2 separate regions of the Mus musculus genome follow, and region 2 is linked to region 1. The links are chromatin contacts, called in public Hi-C maps. All regions are on one chromosome and are shown on one strand. The core of a region is the stretch at or near the end of the contact, and the rest is flanking DNA. Distances in the headings are between cores, read along the strand shown. Region 1 overlaps Snd1 (staphylococcal nuclease and tudor domain containing 1). Region 2 has its middle 45 kb from the start of Gm40357.

Region 1 (4,638 bases), core at 808-3,307:
TTTGGGAGCAGGTATACAATTGGAGGGAGCTCTCATTCAATGGTGTCACGGAGTCCAGCAGAAGGCAAGCACTGAGAATTCCATGGGAGCTGGTTGGTGCAGAGGCTGGAGGAGAAAAAGGCCCTCAGGCTGTGCAGAAGGTACAGCAAGAAGCAGAGGCAAGGGGTGTGGGGGTCAGGGTGCTGTGTTTAGCTTCTACATCAGATGAATAAAGGTGGAAGCACACCTTCAATTTACTTTCCACGTTTTGAATTCTTAAATTAGCCCCAATTACTCGGCACATTCCCCTCCTTCTGTGCCCCCCACACTCTGAAAACATACACAGCGTATCTGAGGAGCCTAAACCAGTGACAACGCAGACATTTTAAGGACAGTCAGGGAGATAGGAAGGCTGGTTAACAGGCAGCAATGCCATCAGTGACGGGGGAACAGTGCACATTACAGTCCCAGATAAGTGATCCATGATGGTGACACCACTGCCTCCTGTGCTGTCTGCCAAAGATTTACTTTAAGAAAAGGACAGACAGACTGGAGAGATGCCTCAGCACTTAAAAGCAATGCTGCTCTTCCAGAGGTCCTGAGTTCAATTCCTATAAGCCACATAGTGGCTCACAACCATCTGATGCCCTCTTCTGGTATATCTGAAGACAGTGCTCATATACATAAATAAATCTTTAAAGGTAAATAGATAAAAGAACAACAAAACAACAAAAAATTGCAAGAACCTTAAATTCTTAATTGTCTGCCACTTTAATTTGGCACAGTTTACATCCCAAAGCAATACATGTTAAGTGTCACGAGTAGCAAGACTTGGCTATATTGCTACATACCCTGGCCAATATCCCCCAGAGAAGAAGCCATGGAAATAGAACCTCTTTTGCTGAAATTATCCCAACATCCATTTAGCCTTACAGTTTATACCAACTCCTGGGGGATTATGTTGGGGTCTTTCTCCTGGAGAGCACTTTTCTCGGGTTTATGTTATACAGAGCTCATGAGATACCTTTCTTCTTCACCTAAACTAGCCTCATTTCTCATGGATGATAAATTGGTTTCACAAGCATAGTTAATCAATTCTAGTCAACAACCCAAGATTCGACTACCTCAAATTGTCAAGTTCACATTTAAGAATGAAAGAATTTGAAATTAAAATATTGCAGATCAAAGGCCAAATACTGGAAATAAAATCTATCTCCCCAGAGGTCTCACTACACTCTCAACTAAAGACCAAACTCTAAGACACATTGAAGACAAAACTCTAGTTGTAATTGGTTTGTAAAAACCATAAGTTTATCTACTGCCCACTGGCATTTATCAACTCTACCACTTCAAAAGCTGATATTACAGCTCATTTTATTTGAGCTTCATAAATCCCCAGACATGCGTAAGTATTTTTCAATTCAAATCCAACTGAATTTCATTTCATTTAAGACAAATGGAAACACTAAACATTGCTTAAAAAAATTAATAGACTGTTTCCATTACCAGGCCCAGACTACAAGTATTTGTGGAGTAGCACACTCTTGTATTTGTGGATAATACTCCTACATTCATATAGTACTGCAATCCCATTAGCAGCAGGCTTAAATTAATAAAATTGTTTGTCTTGTCAGCCTGTGTTACACGTTGTACAAACTTGTTAGATAATCAGCAGAGGCATGACAATTCATTATCCTACAGGGAACCGCTCTGAAACCAGCAGCTTCCGCTTTCAAATAGAGCTACCACGTCAAATTAGGCTATCATTTGCAGCCGGCTGCTGTACATTCTGAAGGGCACAGATACAGCAACACTACATTCACCCTGCTGTTCTTCAGCTGCGAAGATTTTAAGTTTCACTGCCACATGCCAAGTCCCCTATACCTGCCCTGCATCAGTGGGACCATATTGTGAGAAGCCTCTCGAGCAGGACAGATTCTACAGGTCAAGTCTGCACCGTGGTTAGTCAGAGGGAAAAGACATGATCAGATTTCACACTGGATTTTGGCATCAGCACTCACATCAAACCACCAAATGCCATTCTTCAAACAAAGAGACACAGAGCAAAGGAGAAATGAGCTTTTGCTGACTGAACTGCCCTTTGGCCCATCTTCAGTCAGATGCCTCCACCCTTAACTGCACAGCGGTAGAAATATTTAGCTGCTACTCCACGGGGCTATGAATCTCTTCTTGGGCTCTGTGCTACCTACCATGCAAGCAGTGACAGGGAATTAAGTTAGCACGAATCTACTTAGCTATTTCAAGCCAGAGGAAGTAGATGTCAGTTACAATAGATAATTCTTGGCATCATTTACCCAAAATACAAATTGGTGACAGGTGGAAAACCAGAAGCCAAATGTTTCTCTGAGTTCCAGAGATCACCCGCTACGATGTGACTCCAAAATGAAGCATACCTTTACAAATTTCAACGAGCTTGAAAAAAAAAATGAAACTTTCAGAACTATGAGAATGCTAGTGAATGTTATACCTACAGCTTGGACACTATATCCCTTTAGTTTCTGTACGCTATGAATACTGGCCCACCAAACCAGTGAATCTGTGCAGGGCAAAACAACTCTAACTTTTCCTTCCTCATGAAGGAAAGTGGATTCCATGTTCAAGACAAAATAAGCTTGGTAACCGTGGAGACCGTTTCAACAATACTGTCTGTGCTTCCATGCGACCAGTTAGCAACCTTCCCTACCCTGTCAAGCCTGGCCACGTGGGTCCAGGAAAAACTATACGTCCCTACTCTGATCTATGTGAGTATCTAGCAAAATCGGGATCAACAGGCTCGTAACTGACACACTTCCCTCTCCACACTCCTAGGGTACTCGTAAAACAATCTAGCAGCCTGGATCTCAACACACCTGTGATGAATATGGAAGTGAACAGCCACTGGTTTGTTACTGTAACACAATTTTCCATAAAAAGACTGAATAAAATATATAAGAAATTTGGTCCGAGCAATGCCACTGATGTTACAGTAAAAAGGCAGCAAAACGTCCCGGAGAGGCAGAAGAAAAGCACTTCTGAAGTATGGTGGCCGCCCACTTGAAGAAAGAAAACATGCTACTCTTTTTTTTTTTTTTTTTTTTAAGTGTATCATTCTTTTTTTTTTTTTTTTTTTTTTTTTTTTTTTTTTCCCGGAGCTCTTGACTCTAGCTGCATATGTATCAAAAGATGGCCTAGTCAGCCATCACTGGAAAGAGAGGCCCATTGGACACGCAAACTTTATATGCCCCAGTACAGGGGAACGCCAGGGCCAAAAAGGGGGAGTGGGTGGGTAGGGGAGTGGGGGTGGGTGGGTATGGGGGACTTTTGGTATAGCATTGGAAATGTAAATGAGCTAAATACCTAATAAAAAATGGAAAAAAAAACAAACAAAAAAAAAGAAAACATGCTACTCTTGATGGCCTCTTGAGCCTTCTTCTCATGCAGGAATGTAATACAGGGCCTGGAAACATGGCTCAGCAGGTAAGGCTTCTGCTCTCACTCCTCCCTTACCTGAGCTCAGCCCCTAGACCTCCACACATGTGCCACAACACGTGCACACACACACATGCTTTCTAAATGTAATTTTTAAATTAATATTTTTTAAAAGATAATACGTATAAGACCAACAAAAAGTCCTAACAGGAAATACGGTGGCAAAATGACATATCATAAATGGACTGTGATCTATTTCATCTTTCTTTGCCTCCTAGTCTGCTAATAGACTTCTAATTCCAACTCAATTCTAACTGATAAGCCACTTTGGGCAAGGTGTAAACCAAGTACCACACGGTTTCCGAGTGTCCAGAGGCACTCTGGTATAAACTAACTTGGGGAGGAGACCTGATTTGGCTCTTGAAGAACCAAAATTATTACCTCATTGTGATTTGGAACTGTGAGGTATTAAGAAGTAACTACTTCATAGTGATCAATAGTTGTAAGACTTTGTTAGCTGGATTTAAGAGACAGGATATAGTAAGAGTTGAAATGTTTATTGGTATAAAAATTATTTGAATCTTTGGAAAGCAAGATACAGCCTCTGCCTTCATGAAGACAATGAAGAGCAGAAGCACATCCACAAGGCTCGCCTACCCTGCCTTACGGAAGGGGGAAGCACGTACCTTGGTTTTTCTGAAAAAACATAGATTATTATTGTTCATAAATGAGAAGGCACAGACCCGCAGCACCTAGGGCCTTTCTTGTCCCACCTTTCCCCTAGGTCTGCATAGAATAGACAAGATTTGATGGAGGAACTAGGAACTGGGGTTTGTGTTACATGGCAGTGAGAAAAAGAAGGAATTTTTCCTAATTACAAAAACACATTAGGAAAATAAAAATTCAATTTCACTTCAAACACTCACACAAACAACATGTGGTTTGGAGTCCGCAGGGCTGCAGGAGCTTCCCACTGCCTCGCCTCTCAGGGCCTGCACACTGTTTCCTATTAGCACAAGTTTCCAGTCAGATCATCTTGCCCAAAGCACATGCTACTCCAGAAGAATTGAAACCCAGCCTCTTCTCCATCAAACCCTTCGAGCCACTTGACAGGAAGTCATTATTCAGAAGCAGCCACTGGACTTTCAGCACTCTGCACTCTGAAGGGGGCTGCTATTTGTCCCTAAAAATCCAGGAGTGTGTCAAGATCTCTGGGTCAATACCCTGTTT
Region 2 (4,638 bases), core at 1,452-3,951, 340 kb before region 1:
ATTGATTATTTATTTTCTTGCTGGGACAACAGGAAGGAAGGTGTAACAGTTTTGGTTGTGGACACAGTATAGTCACCTGGAAAGGGAGTCTCAAGGAGGACTATTACAATGTGTCTATGCTCAGCCCAGAGAGTGGCACGATTAGAAGGTGTGGCCCTGTAGGAGTAGGTCACTGTGGGTGTGGACCTCACCCTAGCTGCCTGGAAGCCAGTATTCTACTAGCGGCCTGAAGATGAAGATGTAGAACTCTCAGCTCTGCCTGCACCAAGCCTGCCTGGCCACTGCCATGTTGCCCCGCCTTGATGATAATGGACTGAACCTCTGAACCTGTAAGCCAGCCCCAGTTAAAAGTCATCCTTTATAAGACTTGCCCTGGTCATGGTGTCTGCTCACAACAGTAAATCCCTAACTAAGACAACTATCTAGATTGCGTTGGCCCGAGGACTCGTCTGTAAGGAATTATTTTTGCTACGTTAATTAAGGTGAGAAGAACCACCCAGTGTGGAGGCACCACTTCTTAGGCAGGGAACCCTGAACTTTGTAAGTGTTGAAACTCAGGGCTGGAGAGATGACTCGGCAGTTAACAGTGCTGACTACTATTCTAGGGGCCCTAGGTTGGATTCCCAGCACTCAAGATAGTGGCTCACAACTGTCTGTAACGCCAGTCCCAGGATGTTTAACATTCTCCTCTGGCCTGCGCAGAGACAACATGCACATAGCAAACAGACATGCACGTAGGCAAAACACCCAAACACATCCAATAAAAATGAAGGAAAACATTTAAACAGTGGCAAAATTGAGTTAAGCACTAAGATAAAGAATCTACTGCTGTTGCTCTGGGTCATTGGTGCGGTGACCAATTCCCCACCCCACCCCCGTGACCGTCCCTCCCCCACTCAGCCCCTAGTTCTGCCACCTTGACTGCTGTGATGGGCTGCCATCAGGAATTGTGAACACAAACTAACCCTTCCACCCCTAAGTTGCTTTCAGCAGGGTATTTTGTCACAGCAACTGGGGAAAAAAAAAAAAAAAAAAAAAAAAAAACCAGAGACAGAGGGGTTTGTTGGGGCTCACAGTTTGAGGCTGCAGTCTATCATGAAGGTGGGGGAGGGGAGGCATGACAGCAGGAAGGTGAGGCAGCTGATCGCCCTGCCTCCATAGCCAGGAAGCACAGAGAGATGAACTCAGGTGCTCAGCTCACTGCCTCCTTCATGTTCAGTCTAGGACTCTGGTCCATGGGGTGGTGCTGCTCACCTAACAGAGTGGAGGACCCCCTCCCCCTCCCCAGAGCGAGTGGTACCTTCTGCTGGCAGCCAGAGAGGAAGAAGGAAAAGCCTTTTGCCTACTTGCCTGTGCCTCTTGCTTGTGAGTGCATCTACTTTACTTCTGCCATCGTCGCCCTCCTTCTCTAACATCAGACTCCAGCTCTTCAGTCTCCTGACATGGACTGAAGACCAGTGGTTCTGCAGGAATCCTCCTGGACTCCAGTGTCCGACTGCATTCAGTCCGTTGAATGAATGAGCAGGCTATTCTTTCCAGTATGAAAACATCTGGTTTTGGACTACTAGATGGTATCATGTAAGCCAACCTAACAAATTCCATGTGTGTGTATATCTATCTATCTATCTATCTATCTATCTATCTATCTATCTATCTATCTATCTATCATCTATCTATTTTCATTCTATTAGTTCTGTTCCTCTGCAGAAACCTGACAAGTATATTTACCTTCTAAGTGAGACCTTCCCTGTCTACCCTCTTTAAATTTGCGGCTCAAAGTGCTAACCTCTAGACTCCATTCTTTCTCCTGGCATAGTAACCATCCCTTGTCATGGCATGCGAAAGCTGTTTATCCAAATGCAAACAAGGTTTGGGATTTCAGGGAGTTTCACATTTAGGAATGTCTTTGAGCACCTAATGAGATACTACCGGTGTGGAGCTCAAGTCTAAACACAAACCTCATTTGTGTTTGGTGTATGCTGTAACACACAGCAGGCGTAAGAAAGCTTGTGCATGTCAAAGCATCAGACTAGAGGCATCCTATTGATGCTCAAAGGCAGTGAATTCTCGAGCATTTCAGATTTAGAATTTGTGCCTTAGCGACCCTCAATCTACACATTGTAGATTATGTGGCATCTTGTGTGCTTTTCTGTCTTAGTGATTGCTGCCCAGCCAGTAAGCAAACACTTGTACCATACAGCTCTGAGGCTTCTGGTCTGGGGTCAGGGTCTGACCATAAGCAGGTCTGGTGATGACCGGCTTCTGTTTGCAGATTATTCTCCAACCCATGATGGAAGAGCTAGTTAAATCTCTGAGCTCTTCTCAGAACGGCACTAAGCTTCTGTATGAGGGCCACACCCTTATAACCCCCAGAGATGTATTCCAAATACCTTCACACTGGGAATTAGAGTTCAATATACACATTTTGGGTGAGACATTCAATTATAAACCTCCCCCAGTAGAAGTGGTGTGGGAGGTCAGGCATTTTGTCTGAATCAATACTGCTGAATCAATTAGGCTGACAGTAATGCCAGGCACATAGCGGAGATGCAACAAAGGTTGCATGGCTGAGTTAAATAGAAGCATTTGCTTGTAGGAGATAGGAGCAGAAGTAAGCATGTGGCCGGAGAGGAGAGCAAGCCCAGTGTTCTCACTTCGTTGGAAGAAAAGATCTAGCTGAGAAGTGGGTGAGAGGTTGCTGATCTTACACAGAGACTTAATTGCATCAGGAAGTCTCCAGATGAGCATTGCCAGACAGCCAGAGTCAGACACAACCTCCTGGGGCTTCCTCAAAAGGCATGACTGGCCCTGTAGGCAATGAGCAGACTCAGGTGGGAATGGAGAGATCTGTGCTGAGCTCTGGTTTGCTCTGCTTGGAATAGTCTCTGGGCGGCAGCGAGTGAGTCTCTGCCCTGTGGAGGCCGGCTGTACTGGTCAGGAAGCCAATCTGCTCGGAGCAGGCGAGGGGTTGTTAGCACCAAGGACAGCCATGTCCAATGCAGCTGGAAGAAGCCCCTTCCAGGTTTCAGAGGAAGAGCCAGAGAATAGAAGAGAGGTCACTGACCGAGACTGGAGTAAGGGTATTTGTCACAGCCATTAGAACAGGCCTAGGCATACAGAAGAGCAGAGACTGGAAGACATAGTTCAAGACTAAACACCTTGAGAAGTGTGCTATGTAAAGTGTGTGAGCTGCTTTAAGAATAGTAAATTCTGTAATGGGGTGTGGTGGCATTCCTCTATAACCCTAGCACTTCGGGGGTTTGGGCAGAAGAATCAAAAGTCCAAAGGCACAATTAAAAACTCTCTCACAAATAAGTAATAGATATTAAATTCTAATATGAAACATAGAAGCAAATGGTAGTGAAACATGATAAAGTATATACATACATTTATTGAACAGATTAAAATAATATGACAGTGAGAATATTACTCTGTGTATTAGTCTGGGTTCTTTGAAGGGACAGAACTGATAGAATGAATATATATGTGTGTGTGTACATATATATTATATATACATATAAGTGTAATATATACATGTGTGTATATATTATATACATATATATGCACAACATATTATATACACATATATATGTGTAAATATAGTATATATACATGTATGTATATATATATGTGTGTATATACATGTGTATATATGTTATATATATGAAAACATTATACACTAATTAAATGCAGTGGAATAAAAGAGAAAAACAGACATGAAAGTAGGAGGAAGTGGGCTTCTCTGGGAAGAGGGGTGGGATGTTGAATGGGTAAGAGAACAGTGGGGGATATGCTCAGAGTCTATAATATACACATGGAATTGTTAAATAAGACCAATCATATATGATATTTATTAGAAATAGGTCCTAATATCAGAGAAGGACTGCCTTCACAACAGGATGGATAAACTTACCAGTGAGAGTGAGGACAAGCAAAAATCTTCCTTCCTCCATCTCCTTCAAGGAGGGCTGCCACCAGACAGTGCGGCCCAGGCTTAGAGTGCGGCTTCCCATCCCAAACAATCCAACCAAGAGAATTCCTCACAGCTATTCCTAGATGCTCAGGATTTAGTTGATTCATTGACAATCAGTATTAGCCACTACAGCAAGTGAAGTGTGGGGGCACATGCCTTCACCATCACTGGGAGAGAGAGGTGGGTAAATTTACATGAGTTTATGACCAGCTTGTTCTACATGGTGAGTTCCAGGACAGGCAGGGCTACATATTGAAATCCTTGTCTTAGAGAGAGAGAGAGAGAGAGAGAGAGAGAGAGAGAGAATAAAAGAACATTACTGATATATAGGATATGAAGCTAGCAAATAGCAAGGTACCTAATCCCCAAAGTACACGAACCAGAGGAGAGGCAGCTCGCCCACTCAATGCTCACAGCATCTTAGTTCAGCCACCCTCCGGCATCACGGTCTCTGGAGCCACATGTCCTGTGCCTAAGAAAGTGAGTCAGTTCTTTACTTAAAACATCCCAGATGTTCTATTAAGCCTCCTTGCGGAAAATGACTTTTATAATTAAATAAAGCATCAACGGGCTCAGATCTTTAAGGAAACAGATAGTTGTTCCTGAGGCTGATGGGCTAGGGAGGGTCGGAGGTGTGCTCCCCAGCCTGAGTTAACGGGGCTGGA

What was found. A called contact is a pair of places that touch in the nucleus more often than the background predicts.
Region 2: a Hi-C map of the N1E-115 cell line shows a contact between it and region 1, with 2.4 times the contacts expected there. The contact joins two enhancer-like sites.

Annotation. Positions count from the first base shown.
Region 1 is chr6:28,574,155-28,578,792 of GRCm38.p6, reverse strand. All of the region lies in intron 10 of Snd1 (staphylococcal nuclease and tudor domain containing 1), which reads right to left. Among named protein-coding and RNA genes, the nearest start is that of Snd1, 96 kb to the right of the region's middle. Within about 2 kb of position 2,057, at least 17 of the 459 cell types and tissues checked have an H3K27ac peak or open chromatin away from gene starts, as enhancers often do. A contact at or near this core is called in the N1E-115 cell line, where this site is marked.
Region 2 is chr6:28,917,649-28,922,286 of GRCm38.p6, reverse strand. It overlaps a transcript of Snd1 not described here. Among named protein-coding and RNA genes, the nearest start is that of Gm40357, 45 kb to the left of the region's middle. Within about 2 kb of position 2,701, at least 6 of the 459 cell types and tissues checked have an H3K27ac peak or open chromatin away from gene starts, as enhancers often do. A contact at or near this core is called in the N1E-115 cell line, where this site is marked.